3 separate regions of the Mus musculus genome follow, and regions 1 and 3 are each linked to region 2. A link is a contact called in public HiChIP or PLAC-seq and promoter capture Hi-C data. All regions are on one chromosome and are shown on one strand. Each heading gives the region's core, a stretch centred on a gene start, on an enhancer-like site or on the middle of the called end of the contact. The rest is flanking DNA. Distances are from core to core; before and after follow the strand shown.

What was found. Promoter capture Hi-C pulls out the DNA fragments that hold promoters and counts their contacts. HiChIP or PLAC-seq counts read pairs in DNA pulled down with a chosen protein or histone mark.
Region 1: a promoter capture Hi-C map of neural stem cells shows a contact between it and region 2. The contact joins the enhancer-like site here to the promoter of Traf6 in region 2. A contact is called at or near these places in 1 of 39 promoter capture datasets (neural stem cells), 2 of 115 datasets of contacts at active chromatin or transcription factors (effector CD8 T cells and memory CD8 T cells) and 2 of 9 other capture datasets (adipose tissue and embryonic stem cells).
Region 3: a contact with region 2 is called in an H3K4me3 HiChIP or PLAC-seq map of bone marrow-derived macrophages, with 4 times the contacts expected there. The contact joins the enhancer-like site here to the promoter of Traf6 in region 2. A contact is called at or near these places in 3 of 39 promoter capture datasets (the C10 cell line, hippocampal neurons and pre-B cells), 2 of 484 Hi-C or Micro-C datasets (cortical neurons and embryonic stem cells), 1 of 115 datasets of contacts at active chromatin or transcription factors (bone marrow-derived macrophages) and 1 of 9 other capture datasets (liver).

Annotation. Positions count from the first base shown.
Region 1 is chr2:102,001,955-102,004,886 of GRCm38.p6, forward strand. All of the region lies in intron 4 of Ldlrad3 (low density lipoprotein receptor class A domain containing 3), which reads right to left. All of the region lies in intron 1 of Gm39888 (a long non-coding RNA gene), which reads left to right. Among named protein-coding and RNA genes, the nearest start is that of Gm39888, 11 kb to the left of the region's middle. Within about 2 kb of position 1,502, at least 77 of the 459 cell types and tissues checked have an H3K27ac peak or open chromatin away from gene starts, as enhancers often do. A contact at or near this core is called in neural stem cells, where this site is marked.
Region 2 is chr2:101,676,621-101,679,763 of GRCm38.p6, forward strand. Traf6 (TNF receptor-associated factor 6) reads left to right here and starts at 1,800. Exons shown (of 7, transcript NM_001303273.1): 1 at 1,800-2,000.
Region 3 is chr2:102,051,593-102,054,690 of GRCm38.p6, forward strand. The region is part of intron 4 of Ldlrad3 (low density lipoprotein receptor class A domain containing 3); the gene reads right to left. Among named protein-coding and RNA genes, the nearest start is that of Gm39888, 61 kb to the left of the region's middle. Within about 2 kb of position 1,544, at least 94 of the 459 cell types and tissues checked have an H3K27ac peak or open chromatin away from gene starts, as enhancers often do. A contact at or near this core is called in bone marrow-derived macrophages, cortical neurons and hippocampal neurons, where this site is marked.

The DNA.
Region 1 (2,932 bases), core at 252-2,751, 330 kb after region 2:
CAGTTGCCCTAAGGCCTATGTGTTCATGTAAGGCATCTCCACAATTTTAATCTTTTCTGAAAGCTGAGCTGAGAAGCTCCAAGATGGATAGTTGCTGATATTCATAGACTCAGTCACACTGTCAGTTCTTAAGTAACCCAAAGTCTCACTAGGGGAAGTGGCAGAAGCAATGTCTTTACCCAGTCCTATCACTGATGTCTCTCTTCTCCCAGAAGCTCTTGGTGTCTATTTCTGTAAGCCAGTGAAGCAAGACCAGGGCAAGGGCACGGAGGTGAGCAGCCACTGCTGACCCAACAAACAGAAATTTCTGTGGTGTGGAGTCCACATGTCTTGTCCAGTACTCCAAGCCTTCCCCTCTTAGCTGTCGGTCATCTTAATATACTGCACTTATACTGCAAACACCATCCCTTGCCAACCCAGCCACCAAGTATCAAGCATTTCTGAACAAATGCTGTGGATTCAGTTCTCTCCTTCTCCCTTATTCGGATCCTGGGGATTGAGCTGAAGTTGGCAGGCTGCAGAGCAAGCGCTTTTGCTTGCTGAACTAGCTCCTCTTATCTATCTTTCATTTTCTTTTCTAAAGGAAAAAAAAAACCCTACTTGAAGCCCAATCCCCATCGCTGTACACACACCACTCTTTAGGAAGCCACCATCAGTGCATGAGGAAGTGGTCAAGTGGGCACGTCAGTACATGGATAGGAAAGGAAGAAACTGGACGGAAATGAGACTTAAAAGGTGCCCACCTACAACTTGGTATCTCGGATCCGCATCTCCCCAAACCCACTTATCCACACTGTGTATGTTACTTACCCTGCCACACATCATAGGTAGGGAAGTCAGGGCAAGCACTTTGATATGGATCCCAGAAACGAATCCCCACCCCGCAGGGATATGAGCTGCTCTTGTGCTGGCGATCAGGAGGCTGGGTCAGCTGAGCAGTCGGAATGACAAAGAAGGGGGGGATGTTTAATTGAGGGAAGGGAATAGATTATTTTCATGCTCCATCTCCATCCACGCAATCCATCTACCAATTACAAGCAAGTTCTTATCCAGACATTAAAGCAGGCAACTGCCCGTGCTGGCATCCAACCAAAACTGCTTATCTTGAGGCTTCCATCATCCCAGACCCCTTTCCTGATCCCAGATCACTGGCTTCCTGCCTAATGCAGCTGCACTGCTTTTTCTGCCCCTGGATTTAGCTCCTGGAATTTTCCCCTGATACCAAACACCCTTGCAGACAGACACACAAAGCCAGGCAGTGAGCTGGTCTTTGTTTCATCTGTCTGAGGAGGAAGAAGCTGTTTGGCCTCTCAAGTCTGTCTATATCTGTCCTGCTAAATATCACAACCGCTGAGGCTGGTGGATAGGATCCAGTTCTAAGGACAAGGCTGTCTCAGAATTTGAAATATTCCAGGAAGGAAGACTTGTGAGAAGGGGCTGGGGAACTGCTGCAAAACTCACCAATGCATTCTTAACACCGAGACTCCATGCCAACCTGAATTTCCATTGCAAATCAAGCATTCACCGGGCCCCACCATTAGTTAAGCTCAGCGCCCTGGCTAATTAAGTCAGTCTCCGGTGGGGAAGGATAGATTTAAGGGCCATCATCAGCTCCTGTCTGAGATGCTCACAGCTGAGACTTCATTCTTCATGCAATGCGGAGCAAATCAAAGCTAATGCCAGAGCATGGCCACAGCTGACTGGGCCTCTCTCAGTGATGTGCACCCAAGCCCCAAGATGTCACCGGCTCACATGTCATTTGTCTGCATTAACATTCTGTCTGGGTTCTTGCTTCACACTCAACAAGTCTACTGCAAGCTGTAAATAAGGAGACGAAGGACAGGGACATATGCCAAGAAAGCTCACACATGGCTCACAGGGCGACAAAACCCATATTAATAATGTGATCTGAAGAGACTCGAGGAACGCTGGGGCTGCTGTCACTTCTCCTTAGATGAAGAATCCCACCAGTGGGGGTGATTGATATTCTAATTCTTCAAACTGCATCTTTCTAAAAATGTAGATTAAACTTTCCCAAATAGCTTGGATGCTCTCTCAACTCTCCTCCAGCGTCCTGTCCCTCCCCATGGGGATTAAAAATATCATGCCAGGATTTATATTTGGTTCAAATTTGCTTAGCACACCAAGGCTAAATACAGCTTATGCACCACTCATGCTTCCAAAATCACTTACTTGGAAACGTATGAAACAGTAATGGAATGATTTATAGTTTTCTCTTAGCTCTTTCATTGCTGATTTACGGAGATCTCTCCAGGGGTGATTATTTTTGGATATTTCAAAATCTGTAGACTGCCGAACTCTTGATAGATGTTAATGTATTTCCAGAGAGCCTATGTTAACTGACACGTTTCATTCATTTAAACATTTAATGAGCACCTATGATGCATTACATATAGTGGGTTATACAAAGCTGGTTGGAGTATAGGCTTGTGTCCTCGGATAACCTACACTTGCCCCTGTTACTCTACTTAGGGGCTGCATTGCCACAGTGACTATACTTACTGGCAAAACAAAATTTCCCCGGTGTGAAGCCCTGGATGGACACATCTTCTATGGTATCCACCTTACCTCTTCAACTAGAGGAGCTGGTTAAGTCCTGGCATGAAAATGGAGTTGTTCCTTGGAACTGTCAAACTGCATCCATCCGTCCATCCATCCATCCATCCATCCATCTATCCACCCACTAATATATTTATGTATCATCATTTGTCATCCATCTATTCATCCATCCATCATCTGTCATCTATCCATCCATAAATCCATCATCTGCCATCCATCAATCCGTCCATTCAACTAGCCTTTGCTTCACAGGAATCTTGGGAGAGCACACCCAGTATATCATACTCCAACAGCTCTTGGAAAATGCCAAATAGTTTCCTTCTCTCTCCTAGTAGAGGAAGAAATCAGAGAT
Region 2 (3,143 bases), core at 550-3,049:
AGCTGTTCACCCTCTGCTCTGCTGTACACTCTTTGCTGTGGATTTATATGTCTGAAACTGGGAGCTAAGATTAAATGTTTTCTTCCTTAAGTTCCTCCTGTCACATATTTTGGTTACAGCTTTACAAAAGGAACTGACATGGTCATTAAACATAGGCAGCAGCATGGATGGAATCAGACGACAGGAGTCCTTCTCCATCACAGCTCGAGTCCTGACTTTCTCATGGCCCTGCCTGACTGCAAGCAGACAGAGATGTATACGTTCCCTATGCCCAAGACTCTCTATTATACAAAAAGTAGTAGGGTGTGTATAGGACTTGCAGAATTAGGATGAGGTCCCCCCCAAGAACATTCAGAAAAACAGTTTAAAGAAATGAACACAGAGCCGGGCGTGGTGGTGCACACCTTTAATCCCAGCACTTAGGAGGCAGAGGCAGGCGGATTTCTGAGTTCGAGGCCAGCCTGGTCTACAAAGTGAGTTCCAGGACAGCCAAGGCTACACAGAGAAACCCTGTGTTAAAAAACCAACCAACCAACAAACAAACAAACAAACAAAAACAAAAAGAAATAAACACAGAACACCTGATCTTTTTGAAAGCCTCTTGCTAAGTTCTCCCACATCAATTTTTTTTATTAGTTCACCTTGACAACAGTGTGTAAGGTACCACCCATGATGTAAACCTGTTCTATGATTTAGGAAGTGGAAGCTTGTAATGTCTGTCACGTGACTAACTTGCTCCAGAGGTCACACTAATAAATGAAGGAAATCCAATGCCCTGCCTTTTCTTTTCTCTGTGCCTCTCTCTCTCTCTTTTTTGTAGTGTGCGCATGTGTGTGTGTGTGTATGTGTATGTACGTGCACTTGCACACATGTGCATTATGTGCATGCCATTGTGTGCACTTGTAGTTCAGAGGACAACTTTTGGCAATAGGTTCTCTTCTACGGTGTAGGTTCTGGAGTTCCAGCGCATATCGTCAGGACTAAAGTCATGTTTCTTTACCCGCTGAGACATCTCACTGGTCCTTTACCCACCACTGACTTTGTAAGATGATCCCTTTTTGCATACCTCAGGAGTTTACTTATATAAGTGGAGGGGACAGCTATACGCAGAGTATTGCAATTCAACTTGCTTCCTTCTACTTCTTAAACTGCGTGATGAGCACACAGAAGCCTGGGTGTAGCTTTTTATACTCTTCATGCCTTAAACATTTCAAAGCACTTTTTAAAGGGGATAGAGGAAGAATTGAGTTTGAGTTGTACTAGATTCTTATGTTTGAAAGAATCCTTCTACTAAGATGTCAGCAAAAGATAGTATTATTGATATTTACTGCACATATTATTTCCTAGATGATTTTAAATAACTTATTTACATGTATCTACTTACCTTACCTAACAGCCTTAATACACAATAATACCTTTCATATCAGATGGAGAAGATGAGTCAAATTTTCAGATGAGGGTGAAAATCTTTTGGGCATCTATTGCATTGTGCCAGTTACAATCCGTAGATATTTGCATCCAGTTAAACTGAGAACTCAAAATAGCTCTCCCGTGACAATGTTGGAGAATGGGATCATGCAGATGGCAGCAATTGTGAAGAAATGTTTCATGCATGAGACGACTGTTTTGCACTGGTCCGAGGAAGGGCTACGTGATTAATGTAAGGTTCTGCCTATTGAGAAAACTTCTTTGCGAGGAAGGGCGGGGTAAGGCTTCAGCGTGGAGGACCACAGACAGGGGGCGGCCTCTCCCGCGGGGCCTCTTTGTCCCGGGGCGCGCTCCCCTCCCCTTGCTGCTCCTAGCGAGCTGAGAAGGCGGAAGCAGCGGCGGCCGCGGCTGGGGCTGAGGCTCCGGCCGTCGGCGGACGCAGCAGCCGCGGCCCACGAGCCGGGAGTTTGGCGTCGGAGCCACTTGGTCTCGGAGTGCCGTGTATGTAGGCGACGCGGCGCAGCCCGGGGAAGCCTTCCCAGTTGGTTGTGAAGTCTCAGCGTGTACGATCGGTGAGTGAGCGGCTTCGAACTAGAGTTCCGGCGGCCGCGGGCCCGGGAGAGTCACCCCCGGTTCCCCACGGGACAGGGACCTGTCGCCGCGAGCCCTCGCTTCCCACAGATAGGACTGGCCATCTCCACGTCCTCCCTCGGGTCCGGGACTCCGCCCCCTTGCCCCCTCTCGTCTGGGTAGCCCTGGGACCCCCTGTCTCAGCACAAAGCCACCTCTGTCCCTGTCGCCTGACAGGTGCAGGATGCGCCCACAGTCCTCCCACGAGCCGGAGGAGCCCTCTGTGCCCTCCCCGGGACTGCGGGTCTCCCCTGCTCTAGCCCCACAGGTCCTGAACCCGCCCCTGGTTTAGGAGCCTCTCCTGGCGTTTCTGTCGCCTTCCGGCACACGGCATCCCTCTCCCCAGCCCCTCTCTTCCTCACCTGGTGTTTTCCCCTGTCCGGGGAAGGAAATCGCCTGCTGGGTTTTCCCGTCCCTTCCAGCTTAAATTAAGAAAAGAAAAGAAAAGAAAAGAAAAGAAAAGAAAAGAAAAGAAGAAAAGAGAAAATCCCTTCAAACTCCCAGAGTGCAGGGGAAAACTTTTTGTGTGCCCTTTTAAATTCGAGAGCGGTTCTAACCTAAGCAGCAAGTTTAAAAAAAAAAAAAGTACGCTGACACCAATGTTCCCCTCCCCACCCCTGCGCTCTCTCGATTGTTCCAGACGCCGTGTTGCTAAAGCTGTTCCTAGTATTTGGCTTCAGGGGAACTCCGGATGAGACTTAGACTGTCTTTGTGTGTGAACAGAAAGCACCTAACGCTTGGATGTATAGGATTAGCTTGTTTTCTGAGAGCAGTCCGCTAGCCTGTGACAGACGTCTAGAAACGAGAACAATTTGTCACAGCCGAAGTATTATATTGGCTTTGAGACTTGAGCTGCTGGCCTTTCATACCTCCTTTGAGGATGCCGGGGTGGGGAGAGCTCTTTTTGGTTTTTGAAATGGAGGGTAAAGAGGTGTCATGTGACTCGAGGAAAGTGTTTGAACCAGTGGCTTAGCCACATGATAGATACAAGAATCATATTTGAGTTTCAGCCTTGATGCCCTGTATATACTATTTCAGTATTATAGCCCTGTTTTACTTGATATCTGCTCCTCATCAGTTTTAGT
Region 3 (3,098 bases), core at 294-2,793, 370 kb after region 2:
TGGGTCTCTCTATGTCACCCAATGTTCCACTGGCCAAAGTAAGCAGAGGACATTAACAGAGGCATTTTCTTTGGCCATTCTGCTAACAGTAAAAAGGCTCTTAAAGAGCAAAGAACTGAGAATGATAATTCAGTCTACCACATGGTGGACAGTGGAGGTGGCCCATGGGACAAATACCAAGCTCTAAATTTCACCATTAGCCAAATGACAGCTCTTAGGGTGAACCATGAGAACAAGCCAATGGTTTCTACTTCAGGATCCTGCCCTGACTTCCCTCAAAGATGGACCTGCAGATGTAAGATGAAATAAACCCTTTCTTCCTTTGCGTTGTGCTTATCACAGGAGCAGAAGAGAACTAGAGGAGGCCTAGAGAGGGCTAAGAAACAAGTGCAAGGTCCCAGGGGTCTGAAAGGGGGTGGGTGACTTTATACAGAGCCACTTGGGACTGAGCTAAGAAGCCTGGAGCTAAGGGGAGCACGGATATAGAAAACGAGACCCTTGAAATACAAGATGAGAGGCGTCCCTCAAGCTCAGCATAGTCTACCACCCCCACACAGAGGCAAGACCAGTGCTCTCCCCAGAGAGCTTTTCTCAGCAGCCCCAGGACCTCCCGTCTCCTCAGGGTCATGTCACTTGGCCTGTCTGATGACTCTCCAGACCTTCACATTTCTGTCACCACATCTGGTGTCCCACAGAAGGTGTGGCTATGCTTTAATTAGGGGTCATTTCTTGGGGGCTGAAGAAGTTGGTTGGGTAGGACTTATGGTAATGGTATATCAGTTTGTTATGGTAAGGCCGACTTGTGGGGTGGGGTGTTCATCAGTAAAAATCTATTGTCTCACAATGTGGGAGACCATAAGTCCAAGATTAAGGTGCTGGCCGAGGGCTTTCCTCTGAGGGCTGTGAGGACAGTCGGTTCCACATCCCTCCCTGGCCATCTGTGGTTTCTTGGCCATCTGTGCTGCAGGCATCCTCCTCTTCTGTTTTTATGTCATACAATGTTCTCCCTGAGTGTGTGTTTCTGAGACCCCAAATCCCACTACAATAAAGACACGGTCACATCAGCGGCCCACCCTATCCTAATGGGACCTCTTCCTACTAATTATATCGTCAAGGACCCTGCTCTTAAATATGGACATGTTCTGTGGACCTGGAGGCAGGGTCCAGATTGTGAGAAATGAATTTTGAGGAGAAAAAAATGTAACTCAAAAAGAGAGCAAGATCCTAGTATGTAATTTCTAAGTTCCAACTCTCTCTGTCCCTCCCTGACACGCACACAGGCTCGTGCGCGCGCGCGCGCGCGCACACACACACACACACACACACACACACACACACACACACACACACACACAGACCTGCAAAAGAAACAGCACAAAGCATCATTTCTGGCTCTGGTAAGGTGCCAAAGCTCTCACAGCCTGCCATTCTCCTGAAGTCTTATCGCCAGAGCACAGCAAGGAAAGGAAGCTGCTCTGGCAGGCGCAACACTGCCAACCAACTCCCTGCTAGGGTGACTCACTGGCAGAACACACTTCGAAAATGCTCGAGGGGTGGAGAGCCAGCTCATCAGTGTGGTACTATCCTTGAGGAAGCATACATGTGAGAGCCAAGAGGAGGACCGTGCCCTTCCCCTGGATCACAGTTCCCCCTTCCATTTAGCTCTCTGCAGCTCGGGCTAGACTGCTTCCTGGAGTTCCAGAGTACCAGAGGGCAGAGGCGGACAGGGTGGTGTGGGCAGGGTCAGGAGAAGGAGCACTGCCTCAACTCAAGTTCACACCTTAGCTCCCTACTCACTTGCAGTATGCACTTGGTCTAAGTAGTCTTTAGTTCTTCATCGAGAAAGTGGGCCAGAAGAGCACAAGGTCCTGGGGTGAAGGGGGAGGGGTTAGAACAGAGCAGAACCACGTGAATGGGACAAAGGTCCCTGACACCAAGCTTGAACCCCAGAATGTTCTCTCCCTATAAAGTCCTTATGGTCCCTCCCAAAGCCCTGACTGGTCACCATGACCTGGGACTAGAATACGAAACCACTGGAGCCTCCTTGAGAGGAGGCTCTCCCTCCAGCCTCACCTGAGGCCGCTGGTGGGCCTCAATTCCTTCCTGGCTTTACGTCAGAGTCCTTCCTCGGCTCCCTGTCCCAGCAGTCTCTGCAACACTGCAACTCACAACATGGAAAGTGGCTTTTGTCAGAGCAAGCAACACAGAGTGAGAGGGAAGGGCTATCTATTCATGGCCTGTTCCTAGAAATGACACCCAACCTGTTTGCTGAATTTCTTTTGCTTAAAACCAGGTCATAATTTGTACATATGTTCTCACACAGCAGTATTCACAATAGTCAAAGGGGGGAGGGGCCAAACGTGTTTGCTGACAGAGAAATCAAACGTGATATATCAACAATAAAATGGAATATTATTCAGTCTTTCACAGGAAGGAAATTGCCTACATGTTATAAAATAGATGAACTTGATGACATGCTAAGTTGAACTAAGCATCTTACAATAAAGTCACGATATTTGATTCTCCTCTACAAGTCCCCAAAACCTCCAAAGCAACCAAGATAGAAAGTGGAAAAGCAGTTACCAGGGTTATGGGGTGGAGCAGAGAGGGAACACTTTTTTTCTTTGTTTCTTAAGTGCATTCAGAATTTCAAGATGTGAAAGTTCTAGCAATTGGCTGCATAATGGAAAGAGTAATTTCTGCCACTGAACTTTAAAAAGTACTTTCAAAAGTTAAGATAGTCAATTTTATGCATTTTTCTAGACAGGAGGGAGGGAGGGACTAGTCAAACCATCCAGATCACAGACAAAGAGGTGGGATTACACACAGGCACAAGTGTCAGAAGGTGTCATCACTAGACACCAAAGCCACATTCAGGTAGAATTTTCAAGGTCACCTGAATGATGTTCACGCCCATCATCTGCATAGCAGCTGCTGCTGTATCTAAGATACACAGTATCCTAGATCCCAAGCATAGGACAGTCACAGTGATGCTGCCCAAAGGTACCCTCTGAAAGGACCTACAGCAGACTATGCTGTCAATCAATGAAGCCCTGACAAAACCTGACCCCACCACAAAGTCACTGCAATGCACTCTG